Linked DNA regions of Zea mays: region 1 is linked to region 2. The links are chromatin contacts, called in public Hi-C maps. All regions are on one chromosome and are shown on one strand. Each heading gives the region's core, a stretch centred on a gene start, on an enhancer-like site or on the middle of the called end of the contact. The rest is flanking DNA. Distances are from core to core; before and after follow the strand shown. Region 1 holds the start of LOC100502173 (ATP-dependent zinc metalloprotease FTSH 11 chloroplastic/mitochondrial). Region 2 holds the start of LOC103651483 (polypyrimidine tract-binding protein homolog 1).

What was found. Hi-C and Micro-C count contacts between places; a contact is called where the count stands out from the background.
Region 1: a Hi-C map of tassel shows a contact between it and region 2, with 5 times the contacts expected there. The contact joins the promoter of LOC100502173 here to the promoter of LOC103651483 in region 2. A contact is called at or near these places in 14 of 25 Hi-C or Micro-C datasets (bundle sheath, ear, endosperm and 4 more) and 1 of 3 datasets of contacts at active chromatin or transcription factors (seedling).

The regions. Positions count from the first base shown.
Region 1 is chr3:223,706,178-223,712,921 of Zm-B73-REFERENCE-NAM-5.0, reverse strand. It overlaps LOC100502173 (ATP-dependent zinc metalloprotease FTSH 11 chloroplastic/mitochondrial), which reads right to left and starts at 3,003. Exons shown (of 17, transcript NM_001351793.1): 1 at 2,591-3,003; 2 at 1,958-2,111; 3 at 1,244-1,336; 4 at 1,025-1,113; 5 at 226-349; 6 at 1-42. The coding sequence starts at 2,865.
Region 2 is chr3:223,550,105-223,556,397 of Zm-B73-REFERENCE-NAM-5.0, reverse strand. It overlaps LOC103651483 (polypyrimidine tract-binding protein homolog 1), which reads right to left and starts at 1,497. Exons shown (of 11, transcript XM_008677125.4): 1 at 1,297-1,497; 2 at 994-1,201; 3 at 193-402. The coding sequence starts at 1,176.

The DNA.
Region 1 (6,744 bases), core at 1,754-4,253, 160 kb before region 2:
TGCATCATCACAACCTTTGACATCTTTAAATGTCTTGACATTCTGTAAAACCATAGAATTATCATTTGAATATGTATTTGTTTTCTGTACCGAGAAATCACATTACTAACAGACAACCAGAAGACAGTATTGTGCGAAAGAAAAACACTAATAATGTTTTTGTAGTAACCCAAAGTGGACCAAGATACTCTTGTATCAAGTATTTTATGAAGCGTAATCAGATACCTTCTCTGGCATGATATCCTTATTCATCTCTTTTGGAGAATATGATGAGCTAGAACCAACACCAGATGCCCCAATTCCACCTAAGCTCCCAATATACTTTTGAAGTGCAGCAGCACCCATCACCCTGGAACAAAATATTATGCAGTGAGCATCGAAAAAACATTTTGGGTAAATGGTGTTTATGGTTGCAACGAAACCAGGTAGTCTTTGATAGTGGTTCTCCTTCCATCAGCAAGGTGCAGATATTTTTCTTGGATGAGTTGGCATGAGGGGTGCTAGCTGGAGCCAAACATCTTGGAAGTTCAAATTTAGCTGAAGCCCTTATTATGGCAGGGTCGAATTATGTAAGCAGTATATAATAAGCTCTAAGTGTGTGTGTAATCTCGGGGTTTCCTGTGTAGCAGGTTATCCCTTCTTTCCTCTCTAATATATAAAGATGTGCAGCTCTCCTGCGCGTTCAAGGGAAAAAAAGTTGGGCCCAAGCAATTAACAGATTCATACAATTATTCATTTTGTGGAAACAGTCTCTTGCAAATGCAGGGAAGGCTGCGTACTATAGACCCAAATGGGTCCAACCCTTCCCCGGACCCACGCAAGCTGGAGCACATGCACCGGGCTGCCCATAAGAAATAAAAAATGTTTATCAATTCTTCAAAGCAAATAGACAAAGTTCTTTTCTTTATGCATCACATTCTGTAGGAAGCACCTATGAACACTAGAAATCTGGGTACAGCAGGAACAATTGTGTGCCTAATCTAAATCATAAGATAGCAGGAACATGATGAAAGGTTTAGCATACCACATTACGCCGACAGCAATTGTAAACAACATCGTCGAGACAATTTCTTGAGCAAAGCGTGTAGATCTACCTGTAGATTTGGGGTCAACCTAATGATGCAACAAAATCTATCAAAACATAATTTAAGAATCAAGATCACAGGGAAAAATTTGGCCCCTGTCCTATCAACACGGTCATGAATAATAAATTAATAGCATTCCTCAGATCTGGTCGACTTACCATTACAACATGTAAAGGTTGCTTTTCTGATATCCCAGGGTTCATGAAAGGTTTATCCTCATTCCCAGATACACGTTGTTTCAACTCTTGCAACTACTGACATAAATGCATATTACAGAGAGTGAAGTGGTTACAACATGCCAAGTTGCCAACATGGTGACTAATATGGAGTATAAGTCAACACAGAATGACAGAAAGCATTGTGGAAGGAAATGGGTGTAGTAGGAAGTTATAAGCTTTAAGCTTTTGCAGCATCACATCAATATTATCTATATGAAGAGCCTAACAGGTTTTACCTGAAAAAAAGTGCTTCAACAAATGGCATAATTGCTTGAGCATCACTAAAAACATGGATTGAAGAATACAGTACTAGGGCATGGATCTTATGGCATTGTGTGGCATGGTAGATGGATTTGGATAATTGAATGTCAGTTAAGTTACCAAACGTGTTACAGGTCTTTTCCTGAAGCTATGTTGACAGAATAAGATAGTGCACAAAACTTCATCATATCATATACTTCCTCTGTCCCAAAATATAATTCTTTTTAGCCCACTTTTTTTTCGTCTACATTCATTCAAATGATAATGAATATAGTCATACATGGTAACTACGTTCATATGTTACTTCATGAATATGTGGTTAACCTAAAACGAATTATATTTTGGGACCAAGGGAGTAATATATATTATTAAAGAGTTGTGAAATGATCTTACCAGGGCTGGCAGACTTGCAGATCTCCCAGATTGTTCATCTGGAAGGTAATCTGCTATAGTGTTAGTGAGAATAAGTGCCCGCAGGTACTCTGCAGCCCCCTTGCTATCCACAGCATGGCTTCGCTGCTCAAACCTTTTAATAACCTCTTCAGGGCTGCCATTATTTTCAGTGCACACCAAAACAGGAAATTCAGATAGGTGAACATACCAATCTTTAGTTTCTAATGCGAAGATTTGATGCAATGGTCAATACAAAGTACAAACAACAAAACCAGCAATACAACCACTACTAACGATTATGCAGTACTAGGACTCCAACTATATGATAATGTTTGGTTCCTGAGCCATTTAGGATGGAGCGGCTCCGTCCGAGAGATTTTGGGGAGCTAAATGGTTCAACATTTGAACATATTTTTTTTTCTTTTTTAGAGCCATTCTGTCCTATATGGAATCAATCCAAACAACAATAAATTGGGAGCGGAGCGGCTCCGTCCCACGGTACTCTACAAATTTCTCAAGAACCTTGCTACAATTGATCCTTAGGTAAGTCAAACTATCCAAATAGTATAAATCAGCACGCAATCCACTCAGCCAGAACCACATTCGCCCAATTGTCGAAGTAAAACAACAGACCTGAACTTGTTGAGCTCGTGGAGGAGCGCGCTCTGCTTGGCAGCGTCGTTGGGGTTGGCGTCCGCCTCTTCGATCAGCCCCTGCAGTCGGTGGTCGGATCTCCAGAAGGGCCACCAGCTCATCCAGTTCCTCGACAGCACCCAGTCGACGAACCTCCTGACCGCGGCCACCACCGCGGCCGCGACCGCCACGGCCCAGGCCCTAGCCTTGCCCACCAGGTCCTCCAGCTCCTCCTTCCCGCTCATCGTGGCGGGCTGTGCCGTCGACTCCGTCATCGTCGTGCTCTCCGACTCCTCCGCCTCCGCCGCGGACGAGGATGCAGCCGCGGGCGGCTCGGAGGCGTCGGGCTGCGGCGCGATGGGGTCCAATGCGCGGAGGCGGAGCGGGGCACGGCGGGGCGCGTTGGCACCGCGGGGCAAAGAGGCGAAGGCAGAGGGGAGCGGCTGCCGGCGGCGCGGGGGCAGTGGCGAGGGGAGCGGGCGGAGGAGGAGGGAGGCCTGGAGCGCGCTCATGGCGGCTGAGGCGGGCGCGCCGGCGAGGTGGGAGGGGCGTGACTTGGAGAGAAGAGGCTTCCCCTTTTTTTTTTCCCTTTCTACGCTGGAGGTGGGTCTCCCCTAGTTTTAGTGGACACGAGGAGTAGCCTTATCGCGAAGCGAGACCGCGACTCCGCGAGCGCGAACGCGCACGCTGGAAGCCGTAGCGGGGCGACGACGCGGCGGCGCTCGCGATCGTTAGGAGTCACTCGGGATCGGGACCGTTGGTAGCGGGAGGGGTGATGATGGGGACGGACGTCTCTCGAATGCGATGACGACCTGACTGGCCTGGTCGGTGCTGGAGCTGATGTCTGGGTCGGCGGTCGGCGAGACGGCGAGGAGCTGGTACTGTCCTCTCAGTCTCAGGCTCTCAGCTACAGCAAAGCACAGGTACTCCGGCTCAAGCAAGAAACCCGATTCTAAGCGCGGAGAGAAGGTAGACACCACACACCAGGAAGGATGGGATAAATAAACTGGGGGAGATCCGTCGGTACTCGGTAGGTTTCACTGCCAAGTGATCCATGGGACCGTGGGTAGGCTTCACTGCAAGTGATCCGCGGGGTTGCGCGCTTAGCGAAATGACCTCTACGGCTCTACTCAAATTGATTTGATTATACTCAGATCTTAGGTTCTTTGACTCCTCGCGAGAGTGATTTTTAGACTGTTTTTTTAAATTATCTTATTTGTTCCACGCTGAAACAGAAGTCTAAGGCCTTATTTCGGTCATGAACATGGACGGTCTTCTTCTTAATATATAACTAGTTAGTTGTCCGTGCCTTACGGCGGTACACGAACACCGCTGATAAAAGCATTAATAGTAATTATTTTTGGATCATTTCATGAGATGTGCTCTCCTGGCAGGAGGAAAAGGAAGAAAGACTCATTCATTTTTTATTCATCAATTAGAACAAAGTAGAAGAAGCAACTAAACACCATACATGTTCACATATCAAACCCATATATTGTCTAATAGCTACATCTGTGGTCAACAAGATGTTATTAATCAATTACGAGACTTCAAATGAATACGCGATGTGTCAATACTAATACACCATTTCCCCCTAAAAACAATGATAACCAACGTCGCTGGTATGGGGGAGGTGAGGCTGGGGTTGGACCTAAGCACGATCTGCTCGAGCGAGGACGACGACATGAACAGCGCGAGCGGCAGCTCAACGGGGGCCTGGGAGGCGCCGAAACAACCGAAGATGGAGAGCGTCCGGAGGTTGGGTCGAGCCTGGCCCCGGGCCTGCAGTGCGGGGTGGCGACGTCGAGGCCTAGGTGGAGGCGGGTGGCGCGGAGCACGCGCGCGTCGTCGGGCGCGAGCTTGCACTGCAGGCCAGGCCTTGGCGTGTCGGTGCAAGGCCGCGGGTGGAGCTGCGGCCACGCCGGGTCGCCGAGGAGGTCCGCCATCACCCGGAAGATGGCCACCGGCTCCGCCCCGCCAGCTCCTGTGCCGGCGTGTCCCCTCCAGGGATTGCGAGTGAGGGGGATCGCAGATGGGGCAGAGAGGGAGGATGTCAGGGGGTGTGGAAGGAGGGGGCAGAACCGTGCACCGTGAACGCCTACACTGTAGTCTTAAGTAGTATAATGTGTGAAGGTTGTGTAGGTCGACTCTTCGTGGAAGTGAATTTTAGGCTATTTGTTTAAAAATCCTCTCATTTGTCCACGTTAAAGAATAGGTCTAAGGCCTTATCCCGGTCATGGTCGTGGACGGTCTTCTTAATATATAACGTCTGAGGGCTGTTTTACCCTCGCCGGTCAAGTTTTTTAGGATTTGCACGCTTATCCTGTGTTCCATACAATGTGTATGGATTTTTAAACTTTAGAACCCATATTGTTATTGAAAGGGAAATAGGGTCAAACCTTTTTCTAAATGATTTTGGTGGTTAAATTGCCCAACACAAATAATTGGACTAACTAGTTTGCTTTAGATTATAAGTTCTACAGGTGCCAAAGGTTCAACACAAACCAATAAAAAGTCCAAGATTGGGTTCAAAAGAAAGGAGCAAAAGAAAACCGAAGGTTGCCCTGGTCTAGCGCACCGGACTGTCCGGTGTGCCACCGTACAGTGTCCGGTGCACCAGGGTGGATCAACTCCAACTCGCTAGCTTCGGGAATTTGGGGAGCCACTCCGCTATAATTCACCGGACTGTCCGGTGTAGCACCGGACTGTCCGGTGTGCCAAACGGAGCAACGGCTAACAGCGCCAACGGTCGTCTGCAAAAGTGAACAGTGCACGGACAGCGCGCGCAGAGTCAGAGCAGGCGCCAGAAGGCGCATCGGACAGTGAACAGTGACTGTCCGGTGCACCACTGGACTTTTCGGTGGCCCCACTTGTCAGAGCTCCAACGGTCGAACCCTAACGGTTGGGTGACGTGGCTGGCGCACCGGACAGTGTCCGGTGCGCCCATCGACAGCAGCCTTCCCCAACGGCCACTTTGGTGGTTGGGGCTATAAATATCCCCCAACCACCACACTTCAAGGCATCTAAGTTTTCAGCCAACACATTCAATACAAGAGCTAGTGCATTCGATACAAGACACAAATAGATTGAATCAAAATCTCTCCAAGTCCCAATTCCACTCAAAGCAATTAGTGACTAGAAGAGAGAGTTTTGCCGTGTTCTTTTGATCTCTTGCGCTTGGATCACTTTTCTTCTTCCCTATTTCTTGTTTCCAAGACATTTGTAATCAAAGCAAGAGACACCAATTGTGTGGTGATCCTTGTGGGGACTAAGTGTCCCAATTGGTTGAGGAGAAAAGCTCACTCGGTCTAAGTGACCGTTTGAGAGAGGGAAAGGGTTAAAAGAGACCCGGTCTTTGTGACCACCTCAACGGGGAGTAGGTTTGCAAGAACCGAACCTCGGTAAAACAAATCATCCTGTCACACTCTTCATTTGCTTGTGATTTGTTTTTTGCCCTCTCTTTCGGACTCGATTATATTTCTAACACTAACTCCGGCTTGTAGTGGTGCTTAAAGTTTATAAATTTCAGATTTGCCTATCCACCCCCTCTAGGCGACTTTCAATTGGTATCAGAGCCCGATACTTCATTAGAGCCTAACCGCTCGAAGTGATGTCGGGAGCTCACGCCAAGAAGGAGATGGTGACCGGCGAGAAGCCCGCCACAAGCCACGGGAAAGCTCCATCGGGGGAGTCGAGCAACAAGAAGAGGGAGGAATCACCTCCCCGCGTCAAGTCACACCGGAGTGGCGACAAGAAGAAGAAAATGAAGAAGGTGGTCTACTATGAGACCGACTCTTTGTCGCCTTCCACCTCCGGCTCCGACACGCCGTCCGTCACTTCTAAGCGCCATGAGCGCAAGAAGTTTAGTAAGATCCCTTTACGCTATCCTCGCATTTCCAAACACACTCCTTTACTTTCCGTCCCACTAGGCAAACCACCGGTTTTTAACGGTGAAGATTATTGTATGTGGAGTGATAAAATGAGGCACCATCTAACCTCACTCCACGCTAGCATTTGGGACATTGTTGAGTTTGGTGCGCAGGAACCATCCGTGGGGGATGAAGGCTATGATTCGGACGAGGTAGCCCAAATTCGGCACTTCAATTCCCAAGCCACTACTATACTCCTCGCCTCTCTAAGTCGAGACGAGTATA
Region 2 (6,293 bases), core at 248-2,747:
ACAAACACAGACATGTGTTCCAGATGCTTCCTGCCATGATACTCCGTGACAACGGCTTGCTAATCCATTCAGATCATGCAAAACAATGTGCTAGAAGTTACTAAGACAGTCCTGGCACATCAAAGTATTCCTGCAGATAAAATCAGTTGGCCTAAATAACATAAATCTCGATGCAACTGTTAACATCCTTACCACGTGTAGAACATCAATGCTGACAGAATCTGGTGCAACACCCTCCATTCCCACAAGCAAAACGTTGCCTGAACCTTCCCCAGTTGCCTTGTTGTTGACAATCTCCTGTCTATTTGAGTACTGAAGGTACACATTTTTCCCTCTTACCTGTGCTGGCTCTGTTGACGATGCGTAATATGATATCATGGCAATAGCTTGATTTTGGTCGCCCTGCAAAACAATAAAAGGAATTAAAAAGAACATGCAGTCACATATCACAGCTGTTTCACCAGACGATAAATCATCCCCCCCCCCTCCAAGACAAATTTCCACAGATATTTCAGTGGTCTCACTTCTCTTTACCAAAAAGGAAGTCCATGATAATATAATCATGGGGTTTTTTCTTGTGCCAAGACTTCATAATGGGGTTAAGATTGTTCTTTTTCACCACATATCATAGAACCTAGGCGACAAGAAACAGAGGGGGGGGGTACAACCATTACTAATTGCAGTCAAATCGAATTGGTCAGTTCCAAATTCCAATGACAAACCTCCTATGCAACTGGCACATCCAACTGGCTGATTTAAGTAACAGCAACATGAGCCAGAGAACATAGCTTCTCCCCCAAAACTAACTGGATAACTAATGTACTGTATATTACAACCACTTTGCCACAATTCAGTACTAATGATCCGGAAGTCCGATCTACATAGTCTGATACTCTGGTTCTGACATCTCCGTGTCCACCAGACAGACAAGTGGCTGGCCAATACGAGTCAGGCTCGCTAACATAAGCAGGAGGGAAAGCTGGTAGTACTCACGAATTCGATGAATGCCTGATTGCGGTTGGCGCCGACGCCGCACTTGGTGTTGACGACCTTGCCGAAGGGGGTCCCCAGCTCGACCAGCTCCTCTGGAGTGCAGTCCCACGGCAGATTCCGCAGGTGGAGCACCTTCGACGGCGGCTGCGTGTACCGGAACTGCGGCTGCCCACCGGAAGCCATCCCTCCCGAATCTTATCCTCCAAACCTACCGCGTCATCAGTGGTAAGTAAACCGCATCAAGGAAGTCTTTTGCAATAAAAATAGAAAACTCTCGTAACCATGGATCCAAGGGGTCCTCACCTTGCGGGTGGCGACCGACGGCGGCGAAACGAGTGGCCGGAGCGGACGAAGATGGGTTGGATTCGGGAACGTATCGCGGAATCGGTGCGGTCAATCAGTCCAATTTTCTAATGGATAGACGCCTAGGGTTCCGTATCGACCTCTGAAATCTGAATAGGCCCGTTGATAGGTTATAATAATGGGCTTCGAGCCTTCGGCCATGCAGTAGAGTCCCGGAATCCTACAGCCCAAAATCCCAAACCACCACCGAGAAGCCAGAAGGCCAGCCCAGTTTGGACAACTCTTTTCCTCGTGTTCGGAGAAATTTGGAATTATGTCATTATAATAAGTGGTTTAGCGACTTTATTATTAATTGAATAGGCTTCGGCTTAATAGCATTAAGAAGTGGTTTAGCGACTTTATTATTAATTGAATAGGCTTCGCCTTAATAGCATTACAGAGTATAGGTCTAATTTTATAATGGTATTCAGACAAATCCTATTCAATTAATAGAAAAGTGGCGAAACTCACTTCTCATAATGATATAGGCCCTATTTAGGAGAGCATTTCAAGAATTTCAAGTCTATTTCAGCTTCTTCTATCCAAATAGGTACAGCTTTATGAGCTCTAACTTCAAAAAAACTGAAACTATAGACCAGTTTCATGAAATTTTTCAAGTTCCTCAAAGGGTGCTTAAAAACATTGTTTTCATACCTCCTCGTGAAGTTGCACAAAAATTGCTCATCATGTCATTGGTTACATGATCTAACGATTCAATTCTCTTTCTTCACCCGCTAATCATCATAGGTAATTAAAAAAATTCACACAAATTAATCGTATCAAGGAAATCCCAGTATTTAGGGTCAAATATATCAAGCTGAAAATAATCGCTATCATGCCCCATAGGTGAATTTTTCAAGTTAACATTAATAGCAGCGACATTCATATTAACAAAGGATAATAATGAGTCGATGCACATTTTTAAAAAAAAAACACCTTGATCTCAGATCCCTGCTGGCTAGATTGGTCTCGTGCAGACCTGCACCTAAAGTTCGTGTACGTGTTGTTGTTGTCCTAAGAGTCGACCCTCCTAATCCCCATAGTTGAGCAGCGATGGCGTTGTGGGGACGAGAAATTACGGCAGGATCTGCAAGCCAACGAAAATTCACGAGCGACTCGTGATTAGATCAAGGACTACTCGTGGAAACAGAAAGGATGCACGTTAGACGTACGAGATTCCCTCAAGAGATCAATTGTTTACTGTAGTAAGCCTTAAATAATATAATTATAAATGCTACACTGTCAATATTTATGACCTGCCTGTAACCCTAAGATAAGATAGTGTTTGGTTGAGGAGTTAAGTAGAACGGAGTCGTTCCATCCCTGATTATAGGAACGGAGCCGCTCTGTTCTGTGTTTGGTAATCTGGAACGGAGCGGCTCTGTTTTTTGTTTGGTTGCAGAGTGAACGGAATGGAGCGTGACTGTGAGAGCGGGATGGGAACGGAGCGGCTCCGTCCGGTTGATTTTTTAGAGCGGATTGGTTCCGGATCTGAGGAGAATATTCTCTAATTGGAGTCATTCCGTTCTAGTTACTTTGTAACCAAACAACAACAAAACTGGAACAGAATAGCTCCGTTCTACTTGACTCTTCAACCAAACACTACCAATTGGAGTTAATGGAGATGTGAGACATGAAGAAACACAGTGCCGTGGCGCGACTCAACTCCGTTCCACGACCCTTGCGACGTATAAAGTTTTCTTTAGTCCGTCACACACCAATGACCAATGTATATGGCGTGACGGTAGCGATAGGAGGTGCCATGATGTTTGTGACATGCATTTTTAAAACACTAGTAAAAATTGTTCGTCCAAGACCAAAAGACAGCGACGATCACATGCCAGCCCACGGAAAGGGATCCTATCAGGACTCCGTCAAGCACGACGTCGCTTGCAACCGCAAGCTCATCGACGCCAGGTTCTTCAATAGGGATATGTGGCTCATCAACCCGGCCGTGGTGGACGCCAACTAGACACACGACATCGAGGGCCACCACACCCACATGCTCTCCACTGTCGCACGACGGATTCATGCCCCGCGCCAGCCTCTTCGGCTACACCACCGGCACCGCCAAGGGCGGTGCACCGCGGGCGCGCGTCGCTGCCTACATGGTCTGTTGGTCAGCATAGTGTGTCGTCGTCCTCGCGGGCTTCGAGTCCGCCAACCACGGCGGCGCCTACGTCATCTATGTCTCCTTCGGCCAGGACGTGCCCCTCGCTGATGACGCCAAGTCCCTTTTCCACAAGCTCGTCACGCTTGGTCACCTCCACACTGCTATCCACAGTGTCTCTATCGTATGCTCCACCGACAACTCCGGATCCTACGATGACACCGTCTTTGACGCTGCGCCATGGGTCACCACCATCGCCGCCACCACCATCGACAGGGACTTCCCTAATATCCTCACCCTCGGCAACGACGTGCGCCTTAGGAGGATAAGCCTCGAGTCTACCACACTGCACTCTAGTGCGTTCTACCCGATGGTCGACACTGCCAGGGCCAGCCCTTGGGGGTGCAGCCGGTGCCACCGCACCGGGCCCCACAAAGCTAGTGGGCCCCCACCCATCAAAAGTATTCTACGGACTCTTAACCCTGCAGCCTATAGAGATTAGCGATCAGCCGCCTGATCGCCTCCGCCTGCCTATTATATTCCACGCGACCACGCATCCGCCTGACGCCTGTTCGCCTGCCTGGCGTCCCGCTCGGCGCCTCGGCCGCTCTCGTGTCCTACCCCTAGGCTCCTCCGCTCCTGCAGTCCTGCGGCCTCCTGGTGGCTGACGAAGTCGAAGTGGCGATCAGCCCTCCCGCTCCCGCGACGGCGCGACATCTTGTCTCTTGAGTTATATGATGTTGAGGTATATGATCTTATTTCTGAATTGAAGATTTTGAAATTTACTCTACATATTGTCTGCTATGAAAATATTCGAGCATGTCAGAGATTTAGATTGCTATCCTAATGTCTCAATCGCTTATCGAGTATTATTTACTATGCCTGTGACGGTTGCATGTTGAGAGAAGCTTTTCAAAATTGAAATTATTGAAGAACTATTTGAGATCAACAATGACTCAAGATAGATTAAATGGTTTGGTAATTTTGTGCATTGAGAAGAAGTTGTTGGATGAGATTGATCTTAATGGTATAATCGACAACTTTGTATCACAAAATGTTAGAAGAAATTTTTAGCATGATATCATGTGATATGTGACAAGTAAGTGTTATGGCTCCAATTTATATTTGTCATCTTATAAATTTTAAGGCATGCATGGCATAGAAGTTTTTTTCCATTGAATGTTAAATAATTTATGTTTTTATATGTATATATATAGATTGTATATTAGGAGCCCTGGGCTTCCAATAACTAAAGGAAGCCCGGACCAGACAGTGCAATCCGGTCGAGCCGGACCACATCCGGACGTCTATAAAACAGGACCCGGAGTGCTAGGGTTCAGTTTTTCACGCCCCATCTCGATTCATTAGCGACGGCGGTTGCCCGATAGCGCGCGCGGCGGTGGACCCCGGCCAGTGGCTGCGGTGGCCGTGGCTCCCCGACCTCGACATGCGGTGGCGGCGGTTCCCAGGCTAGCGGTGGCGGCCCCCGATCCAGAGGGCGAGCGACGGCGGATCCCAGGCCGGTGGCCGCAACTCCATTACCTCGACGTGCGGTGGCGGAGGTTCCTCGATCCGCAGCGAGGCCCTTGTGCAGGCAAGCGGCGGCGTCCCCGAAGCCTCGAGGAGGCGACACTTCCAAGGCCGGCGAGCAAGCGACGCCCGTCGACGTGCGAGTAGCGACGACGACGCATGAGGCGCGATGTTCGAGCGAGCGACGTCACATAAGGGGCGGCGAGATGCGCGCAGCGATGATCGCGCGTGACATTCTCCGATCCGGCGCATTTTTCTTTTCGTTTATTGTGTTTTATGCCTACCACATGTATTATTTACGCTAAAAACTGTATGATTTTATGCTTTAACACAGAGTTCGTATATCAGTTTACTGCATGCACATTGGAAAGACAATTCCTTGATTTATGTTGTTCTTAATTTGCGCGCATGCATGGAAACTCCCACGATTTTGCCATAATTTTTGGATCTGTATAAAAATAGAAACCGCATGCATGCGACTGCCATGTTTTTCGGATCTGCCATAAAAATAGGATCGTAATAACAACCTACTAAAGCTATCAACCTCTAATTGACTCGGTATTTACGCTTATAATTGAGGGATTTTATGCTCAAAACTTAAGGTTTTTACGCTCCACCCGGAGATGCGTCCACCAGTGAACAACATGCCAGATTTTTTACGCAGTGTAATGAATTGCATAAATACCTACACCATGTAATATAATTTGTTTCAGTATACATCATAAATTAGTTCTAATGCGTTTAGTTGCATGGCTGTTGGAGGGATTCTATATTTATGAAGGAAATAAAACATTAAATGTGATTTTTTGTTTCTATGCATGCAATTCATTTCCTTTCATTGCATATTCTTTCCATCATAAATTCGTGTGCATGCAGCCTGTAGCAGATTTTTACGCAGTATACCGAATTGCATAATTATCTACACAGTGTAGCATATTTAGTATCAGTATATAGCATAAAATGGTCATTACGAGTTTTAGTTGCATGTCTGTTGCAGCGATCCTAAATTTATGGAGGAAATAAAGCATTTAAAATATAAACCACCACACATATCTTTCCTAAATTTACGCGCATGCAAGGGAACGTGTTTGACTCATGCATGCATTTTGCCATAATTTTAGAATATGTATAACCGCATGCATGCGGCTGCTATGTTTTTCGGATCTGCCATAAAAATAGGATCGTAATAACAACCTACTAGAGCTATCAATCTCTCACATTGGCTCGGTATATACGCTTATAATTGAGGGATTTTATGCTCAAAACTTAAGGTTATTACGCTCCAACCCGGAGGTGCGTCCACCAGTTAACAACATGC